Linked DNA regions of Mus musculus: all the other regions are linked to region 3. A link is a contact called in public Hi-C and HiChIP or PLAC-seq data. All regions are on one chromosome and are shown on one strand. The core of a region is the stretch at or near the end of the contact, and the rest is flanking DNA. Distances in the headings are between cores, read along the strand shown. Region 1 overlaps Asap1 (ArfGAP with SH3 domain, ankyrin repeat and PH domain1). Region 2 has its middle 7.4 kb from the start of Gm46509. Region 3 holds the start of Asap1 (ArfGAP with SH3 domain, ankyrin repeat and PH domain1).

The links. A called contact is a pair of places that touch in the nucleus more often than the background predicts. HiChIP or PLAC-seq counts read pairs in DNA pulled down with a chosen protein or histone mark.
Region 1: a contact with region 3 is called in an HNF4G HiChIP or PLAC-seq map of pancreatic cancer cells. The contact joins the enhancer-like site here to the promoter of Asap1 in region 3. A contact is called at or near these places in 2 of 39 promoter capture datasets (liver and macrophages), 3 of 484 Hi-C or Micro-C datasets (the N1E-115 cell line, nephron progenitors and uterus), 2 of 115 datasets of contacts at active chromatin or transcription factors (microglia and pancreatic cancer cells) and 1 of 9 other capture datasets (adipose tissue).
Region 2: a Hi-C map of the C2C12 cell line shows a contact between it and region 3, with 3 times the contacts expected there. The contact joins the enhancer-like site here to the promoter of Asap1 in region 3. A contact is called at or near these places in 5 of 39 promoter capture datasets (the 3T3-L1 cell line, hippocampal neurons, liver and 1 more), 18 of 484 Hi-C or Micro-C datasets (the 3T3-L1 cell line, the C2C12 cell line, the C3H10T1/2 cell line and 12 more), 4 of 115 datasets of contacts at active chromatin or transcription factors (the NIH/3T3 cell line, embryonic fibroblasts, pancreatic cancer cells and 1 more) and 1 of 9 other capture datasets (adipose tissue).

Annotation. Positions count from the first base shown.
Region 1 is chr15:64,258,782-64,262,165 of GRCm38.p6, reverse strand. All of the region lies in intron 3 of Asap1 (ArfGAP with SH3 domain, ankyrin repeat and PH domain1), which reads left to right. Among named protein-coding and RNA genes, the nearest start is that of 1700010G06Rik, 54 kb to the left of the region's middle. Within about 2 kb of position 1,720, at least 38 of the 459 cell types and tissues checked have an H3K27ac peak or open chromatin away from gene starts, as enhancers often do. A contact at or near this core is called in adipose tissue, macrophages and pancreatic cancer cells, where this site is marked.
Region 2 is chr15:64,509,115-64,512,863 of GRCm38.p6, reverse strand. No RefSeq gene overlaps it. Among named protein-coding and RNA genes, the nearest start is that of Gm46509, 7.4 kb to the right of the region's middle. Within about 2 kb of position 2,118, at least 17 of the 459 cell types and tissues checked have an H3K27ac peak or open chromatin away from gene starts, as enhancers often do. A contact at or near this core is called in the C2C12 cell line, the C3H10T1/2 cell line and the N1E-115 cell line, where this site is marked.
Region 3 is chr15:64,380,779-64,384,256 of GRCm38.p6, reverse strand. It overlaps Asap1 (ArfGAP with SH3 domain, ankyrin repeat and PH domain1), which reads left to right and starts at 1,338. Exons shown (of 31, transcript NM_010026.3): 1 at 1,338-1,540.

The DNA.
Region 1 (3,384 bases), core at 471-2,970, 120 kb after region 3:
TGAGGAAGGGATGGTGCATTTGTTGGTGCTTGGAGGAAACCAATCTCTGCTTGGGTTGTGGGCTAAATTGTGAAATACATCAAAAAGAGGACAAATAGAGGCCATGCCGACTATCCACTTTACACATTGAGCTTGTTCTGCAGGTGACAGGCCTAGTCCTGAGCTCGGAGACTGAAACCCACTTGTGCTGAGGAAGAGAACTAAAGGAGAGTAGCATACTCCCCAAGGGAGGGAGGGTTGGGCACTAGAGTCCTGCTGTGGGTTCAGGAGAACAGCAGAAAAGGCACGAATGTCCCTTGTCCCTCAAGTAGAGCACCGTAGGGAAGAGACTCCTGGCCAAAGAGGAAGCATTTTCTGGCATTGATCATGTAAAAATAGATCTTTCTTCCTTGGTAGATGTCATTTCACAACATGGAGGAAAGCTAACAATAGTCACTTGTGTGACTTGGTGTCCACACAAGTACTGGAAATTAAGAAATCCACACCACTTAATTTCATTCTAACTCTGATTAGGTTTATGCTGCCCTACATGATCTGATAACATTTGTCCAGAAGGATAGTTAGAATAGCAAGCTTTATGGTTGCGGGAAAACTCCCTCCCTAGACAAGCGGCAGAGGCTCAGATGCTCCTGGCCTGTAGATGTCAGCTTCATCTCAGGTGTAGCTTGTTTTTTGAAGGAACTAAACTGAGGTAGGAGCAAATTGCCACCGCCGATCTGATTTTGATGGCCTTTACAAGTGCCAGGTGTTTTGTGTGGTAGTCTCTTAGATTCATGAACGTAAGAACTGTCTTTTAAAAGTGACAGGTGTAAGATGTAGCCTCTTTCAAGACCCTACTTATTTACCCTTCAGCTCCCTAATGCTTATCTGCAGGAGACCTCTTGGACTTGTCTTCAGGACACTTAGGTCAAAACACTTTAACATGGTGTTTAGGGTAACCTGCGTGTTTTAGTGCTAGAAACATCTCTAACAAAGAGGACATTGGCTGTCAAAGGAAGAGAGGCGTCGTCCCTGAGGCGTAGGTGTGGGTTGCAGTGTTCCTTTTTAAACCAAAATGTCAACCCACAACTTTCCTTGAGTATTGCTGTGTTCTGCTTAGGTGTATTGAGTGGAATATAGTATGGGTTCGAGTCATGTTCTTGCTCTTTTTAAAGGTGCTTTTGGTATCAGGCAGGAGGGCCCCTGCAGCAGTAACAGCCACCCCCTTTAGGCACACCTCTTGGCTTCTTTGCACTGGGTAGCAGTGTCCATTTAGAATTTAGTGAGAAAAGCGAATGTGTGCCCCCACCCACCCCAGTGAAGTTCAATACTGACTCGGACCTCCTCTTTGGAGGAAGTATAGTCTGTATCCTTGTGGCTTGAATTTAGATTGCCATTGCTTCAATGGTTTGCTGTTAGCTGGAGGTGTTTTGACTTACACTAAAACAGATTTTAATCATTGAGTTTGTCTTATGTTCCCTTCACATAAGAGGATTGCTTTCTCAAATAATGAGAAACCTGTAATGATTTCACACCATGCACCCCAATCCTATTCTTTGTCTCCCTGTCCCTTCGTGTCTGCCCTCTACCCTTCTGACCTCCTCTCTAAAATAAAATATAAAAAAATAAAATAAAAAGCAAACAAGCAAAAGATATCTCCTTGTGGAAACTGCAGTATGTCAGGAGGTCCCACAATATACCCTTTGTTCACACATAGCAGATACTTGTAAGTGTTCATTGCACTGAGTCAGTGGTCTGGTTGGAGGCCTCTGGCTTCTGCTACACTATCAGTTCTGGATCCTCACCAGGACTTCCCTTGGATATCCTATTGTTGTCCTGTGCCATGGAGATCCTGCAGCTTTGGTCCTGCAGGACTGGCCCCTTCACGTGTTCTGGTGGTTCATAGATAGGGTAGATGTTGATGTGAGCGAACTCAAAGCCCTGGATCTGGACCAGCCGCAGTGGTAGGGCAGGCCACTCCCATCAGGCTGCTCCTCTCCACCCTTGCGTCTCCAGTTCCCCTTCTCTCCACAGGGCTCAAACCACTTAGCTTTTCTCTCTCTCCCCTCTCTCCACCACATACTTGCACATTGTAAGTATTGTGGGCCTACTCGAAGCGGGAGCCACGGGGCAGGCAGGCCTCTAGGTATCTTCCGCCACTTATTTTGTCTTTTATAAATAATGGCTTAACAAATGGGAACTTCATATGCATTAAAAAATTAATCAGAAGCGTATACAATGTCAATATAGATTTTCTTTGGGGAAGGGGAGATTTACTCTCATGTCCCTCTCTCCTATCTCTGCATCACTCTGTCCCTGCTTTTCTCTCATTTAAACATTCTTATTACATTTGGTTCCTGTATGTGTGTGTGTGTATGTATGTATGTGAGAGTAGATGCAACCACTCATGGTAACTTGTTAAAGTGAGCTCTTTTTTTCTACCATGTGGATCACAGGGTTGAGCCAAATCTTCAGGCTTGTTGGCAAGTGACTGCCTGCTGAGCCATCACAACAGCCCCCTTCTGAGACAGGGTTTCACTATGTGTCCCTGGCCTGGAACTAACTTTATATACCAGGCTGGCCTTGAAACTCATGGTGATTACCTGCCTCAGTCTTCCAAGTGCTGACGACATTAAATAAATACACTATACTTGATATTGTCCAGGCTTACCTAGAACTCACAATCCTCCTGCTTCAGCCTCCCAGCTGCTGAGATTACAGCATGCATGGCCTTCTATGCTGGATATTCTAAAATGTCAATATGTGTAGGTATATTTATCTAGTTATATAAAGTGATTATTGAATATAGACTTTAAATTGTGTGTGTGTGTGTATTTATGGATCATAAAGCATAAAAGAGAACCATGAGAAGGGAGAAAGATCATAAGGGAAGGGGAAAGAGAGTGTAATGGCATACATGCGACATGAAATCAGAAGGGAGGCCTGAGGGAAGCAAAGGAAACAGCTGGAGTTGGGTGGGGCAGAGTGGAAAGCTGTCAGAGAGGGGGATGAATCAGAACAATTAAAGAGACATATGCACACACATATACACATATGCACAAGTGCACGCACTTGTAAATACCACAATAAACCCGTTATTGTATATCTAAGTAAAGTATAGGAGGAAAACTAACTTAAAATTTGTTTTAAAACAGCCACTGTGGAAATTTGAACATAGGGTAAAACATGGGAATGTCAGCCTCAGCAGCAACTTCTGACTCCATCCCCCACCCATCTTCCAGACCACCTCACTCACCCACCCCGTCATCCAGACCGCCTCCCTCAGACCCAGCTGGCACTCTGCTGTGTAGTGTGTAAGAAAAGAGGCCTTGCTTCCTTTCCCAGGTCTGAAGTTCCTTCCTCCTGCAGGCAGACACTTCTGACAGTCTACCCTGGGCATCCCCC
Region 2 (3,749 bases), core at 869-3,368, 130 kb before region 3:
CAATCACCTAATGAAGGACCATAATCTGAAGCAGGAAGTGTGCTCCTTCTGCTTCTTGCAGATATATAGTTCCGCTCCTTGTTTCCTGGGGGATCTTGGGTAACTCAATAGGAAACGGAACATATTTTCAGCATAAAATATCTCAAGACAGTAAGGTGAGAGGGAGCTCCTATAAGTGTGTATTTCCCGTCTTATCCCTCCTTGCCTCTCTCCTTCTCTCCCTTCAGTTATATATAGTTTGCCTCTTTTTGTAGCTCTTCCACCTTAAAACCATAAAAGGTGGAGAAAAAAAAACCTCCTCAAGTAAAAAGGAGAGAAAAAATGACAGCAGAAAGAGAAGACAGGAGAGGGGGAGGTAATAAGTCAGAAGATGGAAACGGCACCATTAAATGCAGTCATGGCTGGTCCCAAGTTAGACTGTGTACAAACTGAAAAATTAACTCAAAAGTGTAATCCGTGCCTTACCATTTGGAGGCAGTCCTTTCTAATCAGGTGTTACTCGATTTTTCTTTCTAGTAAGCAGTTGTTCCCAAGGGATTACAACAAAGAAAAACAAAGGCATGGAGGAAGTGTATGGACATCCCCCCCACCCCATGCTACATCCCCCACTCCTTTCAAACCTGAGCACCCTCCAAGGAAGATTCTAGAATCAGGGTCTGTCAGCAGTGACCCTGCTTGCTCCTGCTCATTTCTCCTTGACTGCTTTTCAGAGAAACCCCTGGGTGGTCTAGCACCCACCACCCATCATTGAAAGGAACTGCTCCACACATTCCAGACACCTCCCCAACAGGGTTACAGACCACCCCAAAACCAAAGTCAGAAAGAGTTGGGATTCTAGTCTCATTGATCCAAATTAACACTGACAGATCATCTCTCTCTTATTACAAAGTCCAAGCACAGAGGTTGGTTTACAAAGGATTTTGTATCTTCTGCTCGCCCCAGACCTCTAGGTTCAAATTCTTTAATAGTTCCATTTAATTCCAACTTCAGCTGCCACTGCTGCCAAGAGGTTTCTGTCTAATTCTGGCCATATCGACTTTCCCCTTGTCTGCCTGCCTAAAGCAATTATAAAGAAATGCATGAGTCTGAGTATCCAATCAGAAAGCACTATAGTGTTCTCCATCTCAGTCCTTCTCTAACCCCACTACGGCATCACCAGAAATGTGCATACACTCATTCACTTGTCTGCAAGCGGCCCTGAATACCAGGCAGTGCAATCTCATTTACCAAGCACAAAATTTTTTACTTGCCCAAGACTATACCACTCCAGGGCTGGCATTTAAGACCAGTGCCCCTTCAGGCTACCCATCATTTGTCATGGCACTTATGTCAGTATCCCGACACTGTTGACTTCTGTGCCTGTCAACTTCTAGAGGAAAAGGACTGAATTATATTTACTTTGTAAGTGTTCGACTTCCTGATACAGAATGGGCACTTGTCAGCTGTAAATAATCTGACCTGAATTCAGTAATTGTCCACATGCAGCAGTTCTTTGTTATCCCTGGGGGATACCATCCCTGAGTGGCCAGATCCACATGCTGCAAGACAGCTGATTCTCAAGCTCATTCTAGTGTTTATAATTTTATCAACAGCCCTAAGAGAGTTTGAGCTCTGGCATTTTTCACTTGTGCACACCAGTCACCTGGGATCTTGATAAAATGCAGATCTGGGTAAGATGGTAGAGTTCTAGTTGCCTCCGTGTGACACGGTAAAGATTCTGAATCAGAAAAGTAGACATGTTGAAGACTCAGAAAGAGAAGACCTTTCAGAAATCCACCAAGAGTGTGCTAGAACAGATGCAGAGTGTTGGACACAAGATAACGAAATCAACAGGAGGTGGCCCAGGCTGAACTGAGCTCCAACAACTCAGCTCCTGGCTTTCGGAAGAAAAGCAAAAACCCCATTCCAGGCCCTGATGGAAACAGATTAGCAGTCCTTCCCTTGGGGAAAACCCACAACCCTCTCAAGCTTCAAATTCCTTACAGGCTTTAGTGGGACAGTGATTCCTCTAACAGACAGGTCACCACAAGGGCACAAAAATTCCATTTTGTCACTCAGTACAACTTGGTAGCTGTGCACTATCTTCAACCCTGCTGTGTAAAAATACACTACCCAGAGCACTTGAGGACAGGAACAATCATAAATCAGGAAGCTTGAGTCTAACTTGCCATAGCACCAAGAGGGACTCCTTGGAGGCAGTCATGGACAGCAGCCTCTTGTACCTTGCCTCTCCCTTCCCTACCCTTTTCAAGCTGAGAAGATACAAGCATCAGGGAGTTGGGCTCAGGAAGTGAGTCCTATTACAGAAAAAAGTAGCCCTCCCTCTCTAACTGAGAACAACATTGGAATTTGACAGCCCAGAGCCTGAGCTCAGTAGGTGAATGAACCTCTGCAGCCATCTACCTGTCTTTCACACTGTGGAGTTGAAAAGTCTAAAGTTCTCGCAAGCACATGTGGATCCTCCAATAAGCTGAAGAATATTTGATCTTTTGAAGTCAATATACCAAAAACATAAACCAAAGTTATAATATTAAAAGCTGTAAGAGAAAAAGAGCAACTAACTCACTAACAAAAGCAACACATCAAAATATATCAGGCCTCTTGTCTGCAAACCTAAAAACCAAGAAACATGGAATGATATATCTCAACCCCTGAAACTAAGTAACTAACAATCAATATTTCTATATGTAAAATTTTATCTTTCAAAATTAATTGAGAAATAAGGTCACTATGTGACAAACACAAACTAACACAGTATGTGACTGCTGTGCCAATACTGCAGAAGATACTTAAAATAATACTATGCACAGAAGAGAAAGACTATCTCAGTCATAACAGCACACAGAAGAAAAATCTCATGGGAGGATAGTTGAACAAAGGAAAGCTTGCAGGAGTCAACCATGCCCAATACAGTAAACCAGAAAAATCTCTGATTCTAATAAGGTAAATAGAAAAGAATAAACAAATAACCAAAATATAACTAAAATAAATTATAGTAATTGGCAAGTACCAATCAATAATAACTTAAATGTAAATAACCTCAACTCTCCAATAAAAACCCACAGACTAACTGGCTAGATTAAAAGGCAAGATCCAATTATCTCTTGTCTCAATGAAACACACCACATGGGCAAAGATACTCACAGACTAAGAGTCAAAAGTTGGAAGTTGATCTACCAAGTAGAAGTAAGAGACACTGCTTCTATTTAAGGAGCAGGCCACTGAGAGTTTGACCATGCTCTGGTAAATATATAGATAACACAATTTGCACTTGAGGTTTTTTTTTTTTCCTTTTCTATTTTAGTGTTCATGGGAGGTGGTCACAGGGGTCAGGAGTCAGACACAGAAGGACTGGAAAATGTGTGTTATCAAGGTACATGGTGTAAAATTCCCAAAGAATCAATAAAAATATTATGCTGGAAAAAAAGAAATAAAAACTCATGGAGACTGAAAAATATACTTTTGCCAGATGTGTGGATCAATGAATAAATCTAGGGAAAATTTTTTTTAAGTTTCTAGAATCAAATGAAATGAAAAAAACTTATTAAAACCTCTAACTTACAAGGAAATCCATTTTAAGTGGGAAGTTTATGACTATAAATACTTTAAGTTGTCTGATATAGTTTAATGATGCACTTATCATAGGCTCTTAGAATAACAAGAATAAGCTAAACCCACTCACTAAGTGGAAATAAATGATAAGGATCAGGGAAGAAACTAATGAGACAGAAGTGAAAAGAACAGTAAAC
Region 3 (3,478 bases), core at 89-2,588:
GGGGTGTCAGACACAGTGGATCAAACGGTGAACTGTGAGGGCCCGACTTCTGCTCTGTGATTTATCTGCCGACCTCAGTTGGGTAGAGGTTCTTTCCAATAGGATGGTGGCTATGAGGGGCAGGCATTCCAGGTTCTTGGGGCCCAGCTTGGAGCTTTACCTGTGACCTGTAACTACAGAAAGTGTTGAAGAAGAGACATGCCTTTGGGTGCCAAGCACAGGTCTGTTTGTCCTTGGGAGATAGAGCTGGTACCCAAGTTTCAGTTCCCAGCATGGTCATTTCAGTTCTCACTTGCCCACACGCGGTCCTTCCTCTATGTCTTGAGAGTCAGAGGAATCTCAAACACTCAAGTAAAACCACCAAACTGCAGCCTACAGGTAAAGTGTGGCATTTCCTCGGGAAACCACAATGAATCACTCCCCATGGCAGCCCAGACTCCCTGGCTAGTTCTCCTAACCCCCCTGGAGCAGCTCAAGGCTTATTAACGCGCCCTCCCCCCAAGTCTCCCACCCTCAGGTTAAGAACAAAATCTCCAATCTTGTGAGGCCTGGTGAGTTTCTAATTTTACCAGAAAGGGGTCTCTACTACGCAGTGGCTGATCTTTTCTTCTTCAGACAGCAGTTTCTGGAAGACTCAAAGAAAAATAATCACCAGTAATTAGGGAGAAACTGACACCCTTGGGCCAGACCTGCCCCCGAGCTAGGTCCACACAGACATGCAGAACACACAGCCCACAAGTTAGAAGCCTCCCTTCTCTGACATCTCTAGTGTGCAGTAATACCCAAGCACAGATATCATTGATGTCTCCAACATGCCAGTCTAAGCATCTTGTTTTCAAATTAAGTCTACGAACACTCCTTTCTTGATTGGGAAACTAAGCCTCAAGGAAGTATCACTTGCAGGAAAGAGAAAAAGGCCATTTTCCAACCAGGGTTCAGAGCCTGGAATGCTCGAATGCTAGCCAGATCATCTCTGTGCTATCCAAAAGGTTTTGCCTCCAGGCACTGGGTAAGAAGATAGAAATCCACGGAAAGGAACAGGAGAAAGTAGCCTAGGAGAAGACAGTGCAGGATGGGAGAGAGGCCACAGTCTTTTGGTGTCCCAGCTTTAGCAAGCCCCACTTCAAGGCCAAGGTTCTCTGCTGATAAGCCCCACCTCTGCCTTCTGTGGCCAAGAAGGAGGCCCACCCCATGAATCTCCTACACTGCCCTATACTCCTGTGCCCTGAAGTGTGCCCGGCGGGCCAAGGGTTAAACGCGGCGGGAGCCCCCGGAGCGGGGCAGCCGCGGGCCGGGAGTGCTTAGTCAGGATTCCGATTTCCTGCCGAAGTGTTTGGATTTCCTGCAGCCCGCTCCCGCCGCCGCCACCGCCGCCGCCGCCGAGCGGGCTCGAGAGAGCGGCTCCGCGTCGCCGGCCTCCTCCTCCCCCCTCCTCGGCACATGGTCGCCCGCCCCTTCCTGCGCCGCGCTCGGCTCCCGCGCCTCGCCCGGCCTCGCCGCGCCCGCGATGGAATAATGCCCAGCGGCCCGCCCGGTCCCGGTGAGTGGCGAGGCGGCGGGGCGGCGGGAACAGGCGCGGTGGGGCGCTGCACGGCCACCCGCACACCCCCTGTGGGCTCCGGGTGTCCCCGTCCGTCCGCAGAGCACCAGCCGGGGGCGTGCGGGGCGCGCGGCCGGCTCTGCAGGGGTTGGCCGGGCGGCCCGGGGATTCCGCAGCCGCAGCGCCGGAGCGCACGTTCCCCTGCTCCGCGGAGGAGACCCGGGTTGGGGGTGTGCGCCCGGGGCGCAAGGCTCCCCGCTCCGGGAGGAGGCCCGGGCAGACGCCGGGGCGCTCCCGGAGTCCGCTGGGGCGCTTTCTCTGTCCTCCCGGGCACTCTCCCCTCCCATTGGGACTCTCTCCTTCTCCTCTGGGGTGCTCTCCCGGCCCTTGGGGGCGCTTTCCTTCTCCTCGGCACTTTTCCCGGTTCTCCAGGGGCGCTCTCTCCCTGCGCGGCGGGGAGGCGCGGGCATTGGCCGCCGCATTGTCTCGGGCGCAGCGGAGGAAAGTTCCCCTCGGCGCGGGTCCCGGCCTGGACATGGCGCTGCCTGGCAGGCCCCAGACCACTTAAAAGGAAAAGAAACAGGGAATGGGGGGGGGGGGGGGAGTGGTAATTCCCCTTGGGAGCTGAGAAGTGCCTTATGTCTTCTTCCGCTTGTACCATTTTGGAACCTGATGCTTTTTATGAGAGCAACAGTAAGTTTAAACGAGAGCGAGAAAAAAAATAGAAAGAAAGAAACTAGCTGGTATCTGGTTTTCTGCTGTTTAATCCATCCAGAGACATCATCTCACGCCCTCGTAGGGCGGGTTCTTTTTATCAAGGAAAGGCTTAGCCAGGTCTAGACCAAGTTAACTTGACCTTAGCCTTAGCTGTACAGATGCAAAAGACCATTTCCCCCCTTCCATCGACTCCATCAGGTTGTGTTAGCAGGATTGCTTCTGGGATAGCAGTGGTACAGGATTGCTGAGTAATGTTTTGAGATTGTAAAACACAGCATGTAATTCTTAGGCCAGTTTCATGTCTATCCTAGCCTGAGTGGCCAGGTCTTCTTGGCGGGCCGTTGGAAGGCCCCTGTGTAGTGGCCATTGGGAGAGGGGCTTGATGGGGGGTGGGGTGCTATAGAAGAAAAGAATCTCGGAAAACAACTGTTTTCTCTTTTAATGTGGAAGAGATTCAGAAAGATTCTATGGACACAACTACTTGGTGGCCTGGCCAGGAATAGCTTACTTCCAAGCCTCTAAACTCCCTGGCCTGGCCACCCTGATTATGCCAGATTGTGATCTGCCAGCCCTAAACCAGGAGTGTTACTGTGTCTTTCAACTCTCTCCACTTTAGCACCTTCTCCTGTTCTCTTATCTGTTATTGCTGTTGTTTCTGAGCTATGCAGTTATCTCAAAGAACATATTTTGAGATAAGGGGTTTTAAAATTACCCTGTTTAGAAATGCATAATGGTTTTTAGTACTTGTATGGTAATTTTAAAAAATCTAAGAAAGAAAGGAAGAAAGAAAGGAAGAAAGAAAGGAAGAAAGAGAAAAAGAAAAAAGTATTGTCCAACTTCTGTTCACTGACACAAGTGGATTTGGGATTCAGCTTTCAAGTGGATTTGAAGCATACAATTGTAGTTATTATATGGGTGTGTGTGTGTGGGGGGGTGCTTTTCTCTATTCTCTCATTTTGTTTGAAACAGATGAACTCCAAGCCAGCATTGTCTTGACACAGAATGTGCTGTGAGATTTTTTCAGAAGTCTCAATTCTGAATCTTCCTCTCTCTGTGAGCTAGGCAGCCCACCTAGTTCCCTCTTCTTGAAAGCTCAGTGGCTGGCTTTTCCTCTTTAGTATGTGATAATGTTAGAGAGAAAGGACTTTTTCACAAGCTTGCCATTTGGTGAAGGAAATTGAAATTCCTTACACCTCTCCAGCCCTCCACAACCACAGCCAG